Regions from separate parts of the Sus scrofa genome. Here all the other regions are linked to region 2. A link is a contact called in public Hi-C and HiChIP or PLAC-seq data. All regions are on one chromosome and are shown on one strand. Each heading gives the region's core, a stretch centred on a gene start, on an enhancer-like site or on the middle of the called end of the contact. The rest is flanking DNA. Distances are from core to core; before and after follow the strand shown. Region 1 has its middle 70 kb from the start of PPARA. Region 2 holds the start of TRMU (mitochondrial tRNA-specific 2-thiouridylase 1). Region 3 has its middle 53 kb from the start of PPARA.

What was found. A called contact is a pair of places that touch in the nucleus more often than the background predicts. HiChIP or PLAC-seq counts read pairs in DNA pulled down with a chosen protein or histone mark.
Region 1: an H3K27ac HiChIP or PLAC-seq map of alveolar macrophages shows a contact between it and region 2. The contact joins the enhancer-like site here to the promoter of TRMU in region 2. A contact is called at or near these places in 16 of 47 Hi-C or Micro-C datasets (blood, brain, embryonic fibroblasts and 9 more) and 2 of 2 datasets of contacts at active chromatin or transcription factors (alveolar macrophages and skeletal muscle).
Region 3: a contact with region 2 is called in a Hi-C map of retroperitoneal adipose tissue, with 2.1 times the contacts expected there. The contact joins the enhancer-like site here to the promoter of TRMU in region 2. A contact is called at or near these places in 14 of 47 Hi-C or Micro-C datasets (blood, brain, embryonic fibroblasts and 8 more) and 2 of 2 datasets of contacts at active chromatin or transcription factors (alveolar macrophages and skeletal muscle).

What each region holds. Positions count from the first base shown.
Region 1 is chr5:3,389,544-3,393,545 of Sscrofa11.1, forward strand. No RefSeq gene overlaps it. Among named protein-coding and RNA genes, the nearest start is that of PPARA, 70 kb to the left of the region's middle. Within about 2 kb of position 2,503, at least 49 of the 83 cell types and tissues checked have an H3K27ac peak or open chromatin away from gene starts, as enhancers often do. A contact at or near this core is called in alveolar macrophages, embryonic fibroblasts, fetal liver and 2 more, where this site is marked.
Region 2 is chr5:3,222,596-3,226,851 of Sscrofa11.1, forward strand. It overlaps TRMU (mitochondrial tRNA-specific 2-thiouridylase 1), which reads right to left and starts at 1,787. Exons shown (of 10, transcript XM_021091375.1): 1 at 1,637-1,787. The coding sequence starts at 1,718.
Region 3 is chr5:3,372,289-3,376,656 of Sscrofa11.1, forward strand. No RefSeq gene overlaps it. Among named protein-coding and RNA genes, the nearest start is that of PPARA, 53 kb to the left of the region's middle. Within about 2 kb of position 2,598, at least 23 of the 83 cell types and tissues checked have an H3K27ac peak or open chromatin away from gene starts, as enhancers often do. A contact at or near this core is called in fetal liver, fetal skeletal muscle, liver and 3 more, where this site is marked.

The sequences.
Region 1 (4,002 bases), core at 1,253-3,752, 170 kb after region 2:
GCAGGCTTCCTGCAGGGGTGGCGGAGCTGATGCTGACTCCACCTGGCACCCCCGGGCCTCCCTTGCTCTTGACCCTGCAAGCTGCTAGACCTCAGGACTGCAGGGACCTGTCCACACGTCACTCACCCCGCCACTGGTGACCAGCAGTGTCCACAGGCTGTCCTTTCCCAGCAGAACCTGTACCTTTCATCGGGTGTGGGGCGCCACCTGGTGGTCACCTTAGGCCTCCCCTCGGCGTCTGGACCAGAGCCAGCTGGTTCTGAGCCCAGAGCTGAAGGTGGTCCTGGACCTCAAGTTCAGGCCCCCCTCATGGGAAACTCAGGCTCACAGAGGGGCCAGGAACTCTATGGGCCCCTCCTGGACGCGGGGCTCCTGACAATGATCCAGTGCCCATTTCTCTGCTTGTGCTCAGGGCCCCTGGCGGGTAGCTGGGCTAAAGAGGCTCAGGGTGTGTGTGGACCTGGCCCAGCCTGGCGGGGATTCAAGTCACAGCTGGACTTGTGCAGATCCCTGCTCGTGGGTCTGGTCTCTCTACTTTGGCCAAGCCAAGACACCCCTGCTGGTCCCAGTGCCCCTCTCAGAGCCCACTCTTGGCTGAGATCCTGCTGGGAAACAGCTCCTGGCTGGTGAGTGCTGGTGAACGGGAGGCCCGCTGGCTGGGCCCCCAGCCTGCCTGGTGCCTGGGTGCCCACCTTACAAGAGGAAAGCGGCTGCTGCCCTCCCATCAGGACCAGCACCCCCCTCCCCCCCAGAACAGAAGCACCAGAAGCTGCTTATCGCTTCCTGTCCCGCCTGGGGACTTCTTAGAGCACCACGGCTCCATGCCCAGCTCCAGACCCTCTCCTGGGACCCAGCTGGGCCTAGGGACCTGGGCGCCCCATGGTTCCCTCAACTGCTACCCAGCCAGGCCTGATTCCCATGGGGCAGGGTGTGAGGAGTGCCTGACCCTGAGGTCCAGGGATGCCCAGGGTCTCTCTTGAGTGCCCCTGGGCAAGGGGGTGTAGGAAGGGTGGGGACACAGGCCTGGCTTCCTGCAGGTGGGCCTCCCACCCCTAAGAGGCCCTAAGGTCAGCTCCTAGAGGCATGGCCCAGACCTCACCTGCTCGGGGCTCTTAGGGTTAGGCCTGACCCCTGTTTCAGTAGCTGTCCACTCATCAGCCCGGGCAGCTGGGCCTCCTCTTCCACCCCCCATCTCTGCCTGAGTCAATGCCCAGATGCCTTTGGTGTCACTTCCCAGTGTTTCTCGAACCTGCACACTTCAGGGCCCTCCTGAGTTACCCACTACCGTGGTCCAGGCACATCTGCTTTGGCCCGAGCCCAGTGGCCACCACCTCTCAGGTCCCTCCACTTACACAAGGCCCTCTCCTCTCATGGCAGCCAGAGGGACCTTGGGCAAACGCAGAGTGGCTGGGCCATGCTCCAGTCCTGTGGGAAAGCCACTGGTGTGACTTGCCCAGGCCTATCTGGGAAACTGAGTTAAATTAAGTCAAAGAAGTCTCCTTAGGTTTGAACATTAAAGGCTTGTCAGAGCCTTTAATGGGCTCACCACAGCATGACTCCAAAGAGGACACTGTGGGCAGCAGCTCTGGTCAAATTCATCCAGGGGGACCTCTGAGTCCACGTGCATCTCATGGCCTTTTCAGGGAACAGTCACCCCCTCCTCAGCCTGGGTCCTTAGGGTTCCCAGGTACCGGCCGCCAGCCTCACAGGGCCTCACCTGCCAGTTTCCGCATGGCTCTGGGCCACCACACCAGAGTCTGTGCTCCCTCTAATTGCACATTTAGTGGGCATTTATTATTTTTTTTATTATTTGCATTTTTAGGGCTGCACCCACAGCATATGAAATTCCCAGGCTAGGGGTCAAATCGGAGGCGCAGCTGCAGGCCTACACCGCAGCTGCTGGCCTATACTGCAGCCACAGCAATGCTGGATCCCAGCTGCCTCTGTGACCCACACTGCAGGTTGCCACAATGCCGGATCCCAGACCCACTGAGCAAGGTCAGGGATTGAATCCACATCTTCACAGATCCTAGTCGGGTTCCTTACCCCTGAGCCACAAGGGGAACTCCCAGTGGGCACGAGGCATCGGGCTAGGTGCTGGGGACACTGAGGAAAGAGTACACGTCCCTGGAGCTCAGAGCCTGCGGGGGGTAATGGACCACGCCAGGGCAGATAAGGAACACGGGAGTTGGTGGGGCGGGGGGCGCGGGGCCGAAAGACCAAGCAGCCCTGGCAGCCCCAGCGGCCTGGAGCATCAGCCGGGCCTGAGCGTCCTCCCTGGACGCGAAAGGTTTCACAGCACCAGCACCCCTCAGCAACCGCGGCACCCAGATGACAGCATGGATATCGCCCCGGCCGCAAAAATGTTCAAACCTCCCTCCGCCTTCCCGGCCACAGGAGGGACCGACCGCCAATTCCCCCGTGAGTCACGGCCCACGCGGGCTCCAGGCTCCCCCGCTGCGCTCGGAGTTTATTAAGTCGCCCGTCGTAGGCCACGCCCCTCCCCGAGAGCATCCAATCGGAGCACGCGGCCTCCTGAGACCCGCCCAGCCCCGGCGCACCTACTGCCCGACGCGCCGGCGCTCGCTCTGGTTACAAGGACCAAAGAAGCCCTCGTTCCGCCGCGGGGGCGTCGCAGTTTCCTTTGGCTGGAGGGTTAGGACAGCTCAACCGAGGCCCCAGGCAAGGTCATGAACGCGGCGCCTTGGAGCCGCGCTGGCTCCTCATCTCGCCGAGTCTGCCTGCGCGGCCCGCCTGGCCCGTGTTTGTGGGCCTCGGACCCGACATTCCCTGCAAGGGCCAGTCTTCTTGTCCTCGGCCTGGGCAAGGAGTTGGGCTCAGAAAGGGCCAGGGGTTTCCCTGAGGTCACACTGCTGGTGTGTGGCTGAGCCGGGGCCTTCCGCCCGGTGGTCTCCTGTTCCTGGGTTCCTTCTGGGGCACCCTGACCCCTCCCCAGCGTCTCACGGCTGCTGGGGCGAATATCTGTGGGTCAGGGGACCTACTGGATGCTGGCCTCCCTACCCTCAGCCTCCCCCGGGCTGGGGCACATGGGCTCCTGGAGGATGCCTCCCTCTGGGGGTGACCACAGACCACCTGCTGGGCAGCTCCCCCAGTCCCCAGCTCCCACAAGGGCCCCTGCTGAGCCCGGCCGGGAGCCTCAGACCCCCCTGGTGGTGGGCCCTCTGGCTGGCCCCCGGGCATTGGGGGTCCTGGGCCTCCCTCCGGTGACCCCTGCAGACAGGGCCTTCCTTGCTCCTGGCCCTGCCACCCCCCACCTGCCCCCCCACTCTGGGCACATCCCCAGCCGCTGAGAAGGGGTTCCACTCGCTCCTGCCCGGTCCCACCTGCTGAACCCAAGGCTTCTGGTCCAGGAAGAGTCATCCCTTTCCAAGGCCTTGGGTCCAGGCCAGCGGACCGCTCTAGGCAGGGCTTGGCGGCCCACCGCTCCCGGCTGCCACTGCCTCCTGCTGCCACACGGTGTCGCTGTTGGGAAAGGCACAGCCTGATGGCAGGGGCCGCCCAGCTGGCGGTGGTCCAGGCCCCCTTCTGGCTGGCCAGGAAGAGGGGGAACTAGAGGGATGACAGCAGGGCTGGGCCCAGCGCCAGTGAGGCGCCCAGGACACGGAACTGAAGGAGGCGCTCACCCTCTCAGGGCAACAGGGCAGCCGTCACTCTGACAGGTGGGGCCAGGGCCAACAGGGTGGGGTGGGGCACTCTGCCTTCCCGGTGCTTCCTCCATAAAACACCTTACAGAACGTGCTTTATGACTGGGTGGTGTAAAGGTGAATATAATGCAAGCCGGGTTCATTGTTATAGGTACCATATGTTCTGTTGTGTGTGTTATTATATACATTGCTATACATATTGTATATTGTGTGTCACATATATTTAATATTGTATTCTTTTTTCCTTCAGAGTTTGAAAGGACTTTAAAGTGTTTTGTGGGCCCCTAATGGTATGTGGGCCCTGGCTCTGTGCCCACCGTGCTGATAGACAGGCTGG
Region 2 (4,256 bases), core at 537-3,036:
CATGGTTCCTAGTCAGATTCATTTCCTCTGCGCCACAACAAGAACTCCTGCCTGTACTTCTTTTTTTTTTTTCTTTTTTTTTTTTTTTTGGCTTTTTGCCGTTTCTTGGGCCGCTTCCGCGGCATATGGAGGTTCCCAGGCTAGGGGTCTAATTGGAGCTGTAGCCACCGGCCTACACCACAGCTCACAGCAACGCCGGATCCTTAACCCACTGAGCAAGGCCAGGGATCGAACCTGCAACCTCATGGTTCCTAGTCGGATTTGTTAACCACTGCATCACGATGGGAACTCCTGCACTTCTGATTAACACTTATTAAACCTTTTGTAACAGATATGGTTGTTAATAATATGAACGAATAGCCACGACTAGTTTTGGTTTTGTTTTGTTTTTTCCCACTTTTTAGGACTGCACCTGCGGCATATGGAAATTCCCAGACTAGGGGTCCAATCGGAGATACAGCTGTCCGCCTATGCCAGAGCCACAGCAACTCGGGGTCTAAGCTGCATCTGCGACTCACACCACATCTCATGGCAACGCTGGATCCTTAACCCACTGATCAAGGCCAGGGATCAAACCTGCATCCTCATGGATACTAGTCAGGTTTGTTTCTGCTGTTTTTCCGAGTGCCTAATATGCACTGTGCAAACTTGCTATATGTGCTGTTACTTAATACTTCAGTGACTCTGGGAGGTAGGCATTTGACAGGGAGAGCTTAAGCCACGTGTCCCAGGTCGGGCACCTCCCATCCACGCTGCATTCGGAGTCTCCAGCACGGCTCACAGCAGAGGGTCCACAAGCGTCACTAGGTGTGTGCGAGGCCTCACAGTGAGGGAGGGCCACACACATGGAGAATATCCCCAGGCAGTTAATCTCGGCTGGAGGCACCCTTTGGACGCCTGAGAAATACAAGCGCTTTTGCACAGAAATCTGCCATCCATTCAATGGAGAACATGGACATGGTTTAACAAGTAGACTGGGAGTTCCCCTTGTGCAGCAGCGGCAACGAAGCCCATTAGGAACCATGAGGTTGAAGGTCCCATCCTTGGCCTCGCTCAGTGGGTTAAGGATCCGGTGTTACCGTGAGCTGCGGTGTAGGTCACAGATGAGGCTCGGATCCGGTGTTGTTGTGGCTGCGGTGTAGGCCGGGGGCTGCAGGTCCGATTGGACCCCCAGCCTGGGAACCTCCACATGCCGCCGGTGCTGCTCTAAAAAGCAAAATAAATAAATAAGCAGACTGCCCGTCGGTATTGTCGCACACGCTGCTGACGGTCCCTTCGTCTATCGTAAGGACAAGGCCCTCGACGGAGGCTGCTGTGTCCGCAGAGGTCAGCGCCGCTCACGTCTGCGCCCGCCCCTGGCTAAGTGCGGACGCCGCCGCCGCCGCCATGACCCCGCGCGCTGGGTCAGGGAAAAACGCGGTGCCCTCAGGTCGGAGATCCACCCTCCACGGCGTCGGTTACGGGGCCCGACTGCCCCGGCTGCCGTCGCGCGCTCTCCCGACGCCCAGGCAGAGGAAGAGGGGCCGGGGCGCCACAGCGAGGACCCGGGTCCCACAGCGCCCCACGCACAGCTGAGACGGGGCGCCACCCAAGGCCCGCGGGACGGGGCAGGACTCCCGAGAAGGGGCCACCTCACCTCTCCGCCTCAACAGCAGCGCGGCCACCGCGCTGTCCACCCCGCCGGACAGGGCGCACACGACGTGCCGCGCCGCCTGCATCTGAGTGCTGCCAACCTGCTCCACTGCCGCCGCTGTCGCCGCCGCCGCTTCCGCGCCGCGCCGGAAGGCCCGCCCCCGGCGGCGCGCGCAGATGAGGCCCGGCCGGAAACGCGTGCTCGTCGTCCGGCGTTCCGCTCGGCGGGCCAGTCCCCGGGGTCCCCTCGGAGGCGGGGTCTCTGCCCACGCCCAACGCCCTCCCCGCTCCGTTCCCGCCTCCTTGGTGAGCTGGTGTCTAGCGCGCCCGAACCGTGAGGCGCAGGCGTGTGTGTCTGTGCGTCTGCGTGCGTGGTTCGCGGCTGTGCTCCCAGCACCCACAGGCGTGTGCGGCTTAGGCGGGCGCCCTGTAGACAGGCTGGTAAACGAAAGGCCCTGAGGTTGAGCGAGGTTCTGCTGGAAGGGGGGTCAGGGTTTAGCTAATGAGGAAAAAAAGAATAGCAAGCGGAGGGCCTCGCCCAAAGGCCCTGGGCCTCGGGGACGGTGTAGGGCCAGGCCGCGAGGCCATCCTCGTGAAGTTCCTAGAAGATGTTCGCGGCTGCGCTGTGGACAGGGGCTGAGGCCTGGCTAGGAGGTCACGACCCCAGCCGTCTGGGAAGGAGGTGGTGGAGACAGAAAGATGCGTGTTCGGACGTAAAATCTATAGCCCTTGCTGGTGGGATGGACATGGGGGATGAGAAAGAGGATGGAGGAGTTGATGATATTGTCTTGAGGGGTGTTCTCTGAGGACCAAAGGGGCCGGCGAGATCAGCTTCACCGTGTGAGCTGCACTGGGGATGCGCCTCCGGAGATGCGTCTGTTCCTGCAGGAATAAGCGAGGCTGGGAGTCAAGGGGAGCCTGCACCTAGGAACATTCGCTGAGCCTAATAGAAGGGTGTGGGAAGGGAATCGGGTGTAGAGGAAAGCAAAGAGGCCCAGCTAGGAGACCTTGATGAAGCCGAGCTGGCTGGAGGTCCAGTGACTGGGCGAGAGGCTGGGACAGCGAGGAGGGGGCCGTCAGTGTGGTCAGGATGACACAGCTCAAACCAAGAGTGCCACAGGCCTCCGAGGACTTTGGGATTTGGTTTGACCCCAGAGGCTCCGGTCCACGTGTGCAAGATACAGGCATTTGTTAAACCAGTGGCTCAACTTTTTCGACTTCAACTCACAGTCACAATTTACAGGGCAGCCCAGAGGACGCGCCACCCTGTAACATATGTACAGAAAAAAACATCTGGGAACATTTCTTACCCTCGCAGTGGGCTGTGTACCTGTTATTTCTCATTTCATTCTTTTTCACGTTTAAAAACTTGGTGCACGTCACCGTGTTGATTTCAGGTAGGATTTGAACCATCGTTTGAGAACAGCAGGGGAGGAAATGCACTCCAAATGCAGATGGTTTTTGATCACACACACACCCCAAAGCTTAGCATTAAAATCACATTGGTTTTGGAGTTTCTTTCATGGCTCAGCAGTAATGAACCCGACTAGAATCCACGAGGATGTGGATTCGATCTCTGGCCTCGTTCAGTGTTAAGCATCCGGTGTTGCCACGAGCTGTGGTGTAGGTCACAGACACAGCTCGGATCCTGCGTTGCTCTAGCTGTGGGGTATGCAGGCAGCTGCAGTTCAGATTTGACCCCTACCCTGGGAACTTCCATATGCCATGGGTGCGGCTCTAAAAAAAAACCCATTGATTTCTTAACAGTTTCTTAAAAGCTTCACAGCGGCCGTACTTGTCTAAATGTGGATAATTATTAAGGCAAGTCATTTTTTTGAGAATATGAATAATTTCAAGAGCCTGGAGTGAAATGAGGAAAGCCCCAAGTCCCCAGTTCTGACACAAGAAGCAGGAACTGCCAACTGGTGGTACATCAGGGCCACCGGTGCGGAGAGCAGTGAGTTCCGTGGTCGGCGATGGACACGGCCCCTGTAGGAAGCAGAGCAAGGGCTCTTTTTCCAGAAGAGTAAGGATGAGGGCGCAGCAGGCCCTGGTTACCCAACGCGCTCTGGGGACCTCCTCCTATCTGTTTGAAGAGACAGGGTTCCTGCCGTCCTGCCCGGGGACCCTTGTAGATGGGACAGCGCACCGTGGCCCCCAGGAGAGCTTGGCTGCTCCCGAGGAGTCTGCGGGAGGGGAGGGCCCCAATGAGAGGAGCCGGGGAGGAGGAGGGGCCCAGCTCAGCCCCCGCGTGGACTGCCCGCCCCAGCCCGCTTGCTCCCTCCCTCCCAGCAAACGCTGGACGATGCGTGAGCTTTGCGCCCCCTAGCGGCGACCCCCGCTGAAATGCAGCCTGCCTCGTGCTTGTCTCCACATATGCTGGTTGAATGAGTGAATGCAGTTCCAGGTTTTGGGGGAGGCGGCCCTGCTGGCATCGAACCTCTGGTTTCCTGGGACGCCTCCTTGGGGACTCATGTCCGAGCACCGCCGCCTTCACAGGTGAAGCTCTGGCTCCAGGCGCAGCGGTGCGGTCCCTGGTGCTCACCTGTCTGCCCCTGGTACCGCGGGAGCGGCCGTCCCAAGTGATGCTGCTGTGCGTTGCTGACACGAATCAACCAGCTCCC
Region 3 (4,368 bases), core at 1,348-3,847, 150 kb after region 2:
GGGGGAACAAGCCTTCCCTCGGCCTCAGAGCCTGAGCTGTGCAGGGGAGGGACTCGGCTGGAGGCAGGAGGGAAGCTGAAATCTACATGGCATGCTCTTTCTAGAAAGCTCCATTGGCATGACGGGAGGACATGGGGTCAGCAATGGTCCTTAGACGGCGGGTGGGACAGAAAGACTGGGGCTGCAGACCCGTCACTTCTCTCCGTTGAAACATTAGATTAGGTTAACCGCCTGGGCAAGTATTGGTGCTGCATTTAATTTGAAACCAACCCCACCCTGCAAAAGGACCTAGGGATGCCAAGGCCTGAGCTGGCACTTTCCAAGCCTGAACCCGGTTCACCACCCAGTGACTCCAGCCCTGACCTCCTCCAGGACAGCAAGGTGGGCTGTCCCCCTGGTTCCCGCCACCCTGGCCTCCAGCTCAGTGTGAGGGACAGCTCCCCCACACCCAGTTAGGTGCCTGATGTTTGGACTTCTTTTTGTTTGTTTGTTTGTCTTTTTGCCATTTCTTGGGCCGCTCCCACGGCATATGGAGGTTCCCAGGCTAGGGGTCGAACCGGAGCTATAGCTGCCAGCCTACACCAGAGCCACAGCAACACAGGATCCAAGCTGCTTCTTCTGTGACCGACACCAATGCAGTGCCGGATCCTTAACCCACCGGACGAGGCCAGGGATCAAACCCGCAACCTCATGTTTCCTAGTCGATTTGTTTCCACTGCACCACCACGGGAACTCCTAAATGACTTTTTTACCCAAAAGTTTGACTTGTTTCCAGAGAGTCGGTCCAATTAGCCACTTTCAGCCGGAGAGGATGCTTATTTATGTTGTGATTCAGATGTTAAACAGCTCGAACCCTGGGCCTGTCCCTCCCACTCTGTGAGTTGCCTGGCTTGCCTGTCACGGGGGAGGGGGCGGCTAATCAGGCACTTTCGAGGCACTTTCGCCTTAAGGGCGTTGGGGATCCAGAGGGAGGAGGGTGACTGCCCCTCTTCCTCGGGCAGAGGGCACCCTCTGGCTCGGTTGCCTATAGACAGTTGATGATGTAACCGCTGGACGTGCGGCACTTGTGCTCAGCGCTGCTGAGCCCCAAGCAGGCCCGCAGGAGCTGCCCTTCGGCCTCTGCCCCCAGGGGTGGAAACTGAGGCTGTGAGGCTGGCCCATTCCCCTGACTCTGCTGCCTGAGAGCTGTGTCTGCCCGGTGTGTCTGCCTGGCTCAAGTGTGCTCAGTTTTTCCACTGTGCCCCCCCCCACCCCCCTCCTGGGCTTTGTGACCTTGGACAGCCATGACTGCCCCGTGTCTGTTCCCAGTCACAAACTGAGAGGCAGAGCTGGCTGGTCTGAGACGTCCCCTGCCAGCTCGGGATTCTGAGCGGGGCTCGGGGTGTGACAGTGACGTGCCCCAGAAGCCAGCTGCCAGTGTCCACGAGGGAGGCACTTTTTCCTGCCTCGCCAGGGGAGAGCAGACACATGACTTGGGGCTGAGCACTTGTGTGAATTACGATCGGCATCTCGTGCTTCGGGCTTTGGAACCGCTTCCAGGACCAGACTCTGGGCTTGGGATCTGCCTCCGACACTGTGGCCCGCAGGAAATCAGCTCCTTTTTTAGGCTGGAACCTCCCAGGCCGAGGCGGGTCAGCTGAAAGTCACGCACCTCTGCTTCTGCAAACACACAGCAGACAGGCTGTCCCGTGTCCCTTTCCAACCCCGTACCAGGGAGGGGACACCCCTTCGCCTTCCTACCCTTCGCTTGCTCTGTCAGGGACCCCCACCCCCACCCCCGCCAGTCCCACCCACCGCTGGGGTCTAAAACTTTGCTCCGGCTTCTTGTTGGAAACCAGTAGAGGTGGCAGATCCCGCTGATAAGAGGAAGAAATTGCTGGACGGGACGGGACTCGGCAAATTAACAAAACAGCAGAATCCAGTCCCAGGCAGCCCCCATTCACACACTAGCACGTCGGGGAACAGAAAGCCGGTTCCCAGCCGGCCCTGGGGCCTCCTCACCCAGTTACTCCTGCCCTTTTGGAAGGGAGCCCGAGAAGTCGACTGGGGAAGGGCCTCTTGGCAGGACCTGAGGCCCAACTGGAACTTTCTGGACTGACTGGGTTTCCTTAAGGGCAAGACCCCGTGGTATCCTTGCTGTGCCCCTTGGGCCAGGCACAGGCCCTGAAAGGAAGGCTCGGGCAGCCTTGGGGTGACATGGGCTCATCACTGAGAGGGGCTCCCTGTCCCCATCACCCATTCTGTTCAGGAAGCAAAGCCAGACTGCGAGTCAGAGCGCTGATTCCGGCTCTGCTGGCGCACTTGGCCCATTGCCTTCCTCGCAGCTCCTCAGCTGCTTTGTGGAGAGAGTTAAGGCTGCCCTGGGAGGGTCGCTGTCAGGGTCGGAGGTTCTGAAGGTCAATCTTGGCCCCAGCCAGCAAGCCCCGGGCCCCGACTCCTCCCCCACGTGCTCGTTCTGCCCTTTTAGCTGGGCAAGCATTTCCCACGACCCTCATCCACCAGCCACCGGGCTCGGTCCTGCCTGCACAGCCCCTCCTCTTGCCACATCCCTGCACTACTGGCAGCCTGATAGGCCTGGCAGAGCCCCTGGGCCTGACACGTGGGGTCAGCCAGGGTCACATCCCCCACCCCTCCGCCCAGCCTCTCTGCTTGCAAGCCACCACGCCCCACTTATTTGACTTCTGCAGGGCCTCTCCTCCTCCCACTTCTGATTTTCTTTCAATGCCCTGCCTCCTCCAGGAAGGCCTCCCAGATCTCCCCTCTCTGGGCTGTGTTCCTTTTCTGCGCTCCCCAGTGCCTCTGCTGGTCTCTGTGTTATACTGGCCTATTTACTCGTCCATCTCCTTCACCAGGTTGGAAGTTTCTTGGGGATTAGGATTTTGTCTGAGATTATTAATAACAACAACAACAGTAGGAGCAATCTTTTTTTTTTTTTTTTTTTTTTTTTTTTTTTTTTTTTTGGCTGTCTTCGTGGTGCATGGAAATTTCCAGGCCAGGGACTGAAACTGTGCCACAGCTGTGGCCTTAGCTCCCGCTGCAGTGACAACACCAGATCCTTAACCCACTTCGCCACCAAGAGACTCCGCCTTTATCCTCTTAAAAGCCTACTGAGAACCCCAAGACGCTGTGTGTCTGTGGAACATATTCCAGTGTCCATATTTCCAGGATTAGAAAATAGAACTTTAAGTATTTAAATTAATTCCTATAAAAATAACACTAAGTCCTTCCTAGGTTAACACATACAACACTTTTATGAAAATGATTATCATTTCCAAAGTCCCCCCAAATTAAGAAAAAACATTTTTTTCAATCTCTTTAACATCTGGTTTAACAGACGCTCGCTTGATGCTCACGTCACTTCTGCAATCAACCTGCTGCCATCCATCATATTTGTTGACCTCTGACCTCTGGCCAGACAATCTAGCTTCACACAACAGCAGGTGGGAGGGGGCAGATTTAATAGCAGTTTCAGGTAATTGAGGGTATTTTTTTTTTCTTTTTTTCTTTTTTTCTTTTTTTTTTTTTGCTTTTTAGGGCTGCACCCACGGTCTATGGAGGTTCCCAGGCTAGGGGTCAAATCGGAGCTGCAGCTGCTGGTCTACACCACAGCCACAGAAACTTGGGATCAAAGCCGAGGAGTCTGCTACCTACACTGGAGCTCATGCCAACACTGGATCCTTTTTTTTTTTTTTTTTTTTTTTTATCCTTTTAGGGCTGCACCTGCGGCATATGGAGGTTCCCAGGCTATGGGTGGAATCAGAACTGCAGCTGCTGGAGTTCCCGTCGTGGCGCAGCGGTTAATGAATCCGACTAGGAACCATGAGGTTGCGGGTTCGGTCCCTGCCCTTGCTCAGTGGGTTAAGGATCCGGCGTTGCTGTGGCTCTAGCGTAGGCTGGCGGCTATGGCTCCGATTAGAACCCTAGCCTGGGAACCTCCATATGCCGTGGGAGCAGCCCAAAGAAATAGCAAAAAAAAAAAAAAAAAAAAAAAAAAAACTACAGCTGCAGGATCCAAGTCGTGTCTGTGACCTACACCACAGCTCACGGCGACGCTAGATCCTTAACCCACTGAGTGAGGCTAGGGATCGAAGCCACAACCTCAAGGTTCCTAGTCGGGTTTGTTTCCCCTGTGCCACGAGAGGAACTCCCAATACTGGATCTTAACCCACTGAACAAGGCTAGGGATTGAACCTGGGTCCTCATGGATACTGGTCAGGGTTGTTACTGCTGAGCCAAGACAGGAACTCCAATTGTGGGTGTTCTTTGACGCTGCCCCCAACTTCAACAAGCAGATATTTCTTTTCTTTTTTTGCTCTAACAGCTTCCATGCTGCCTAATTCACATGCCGTAAAATTCACAATCCCATGG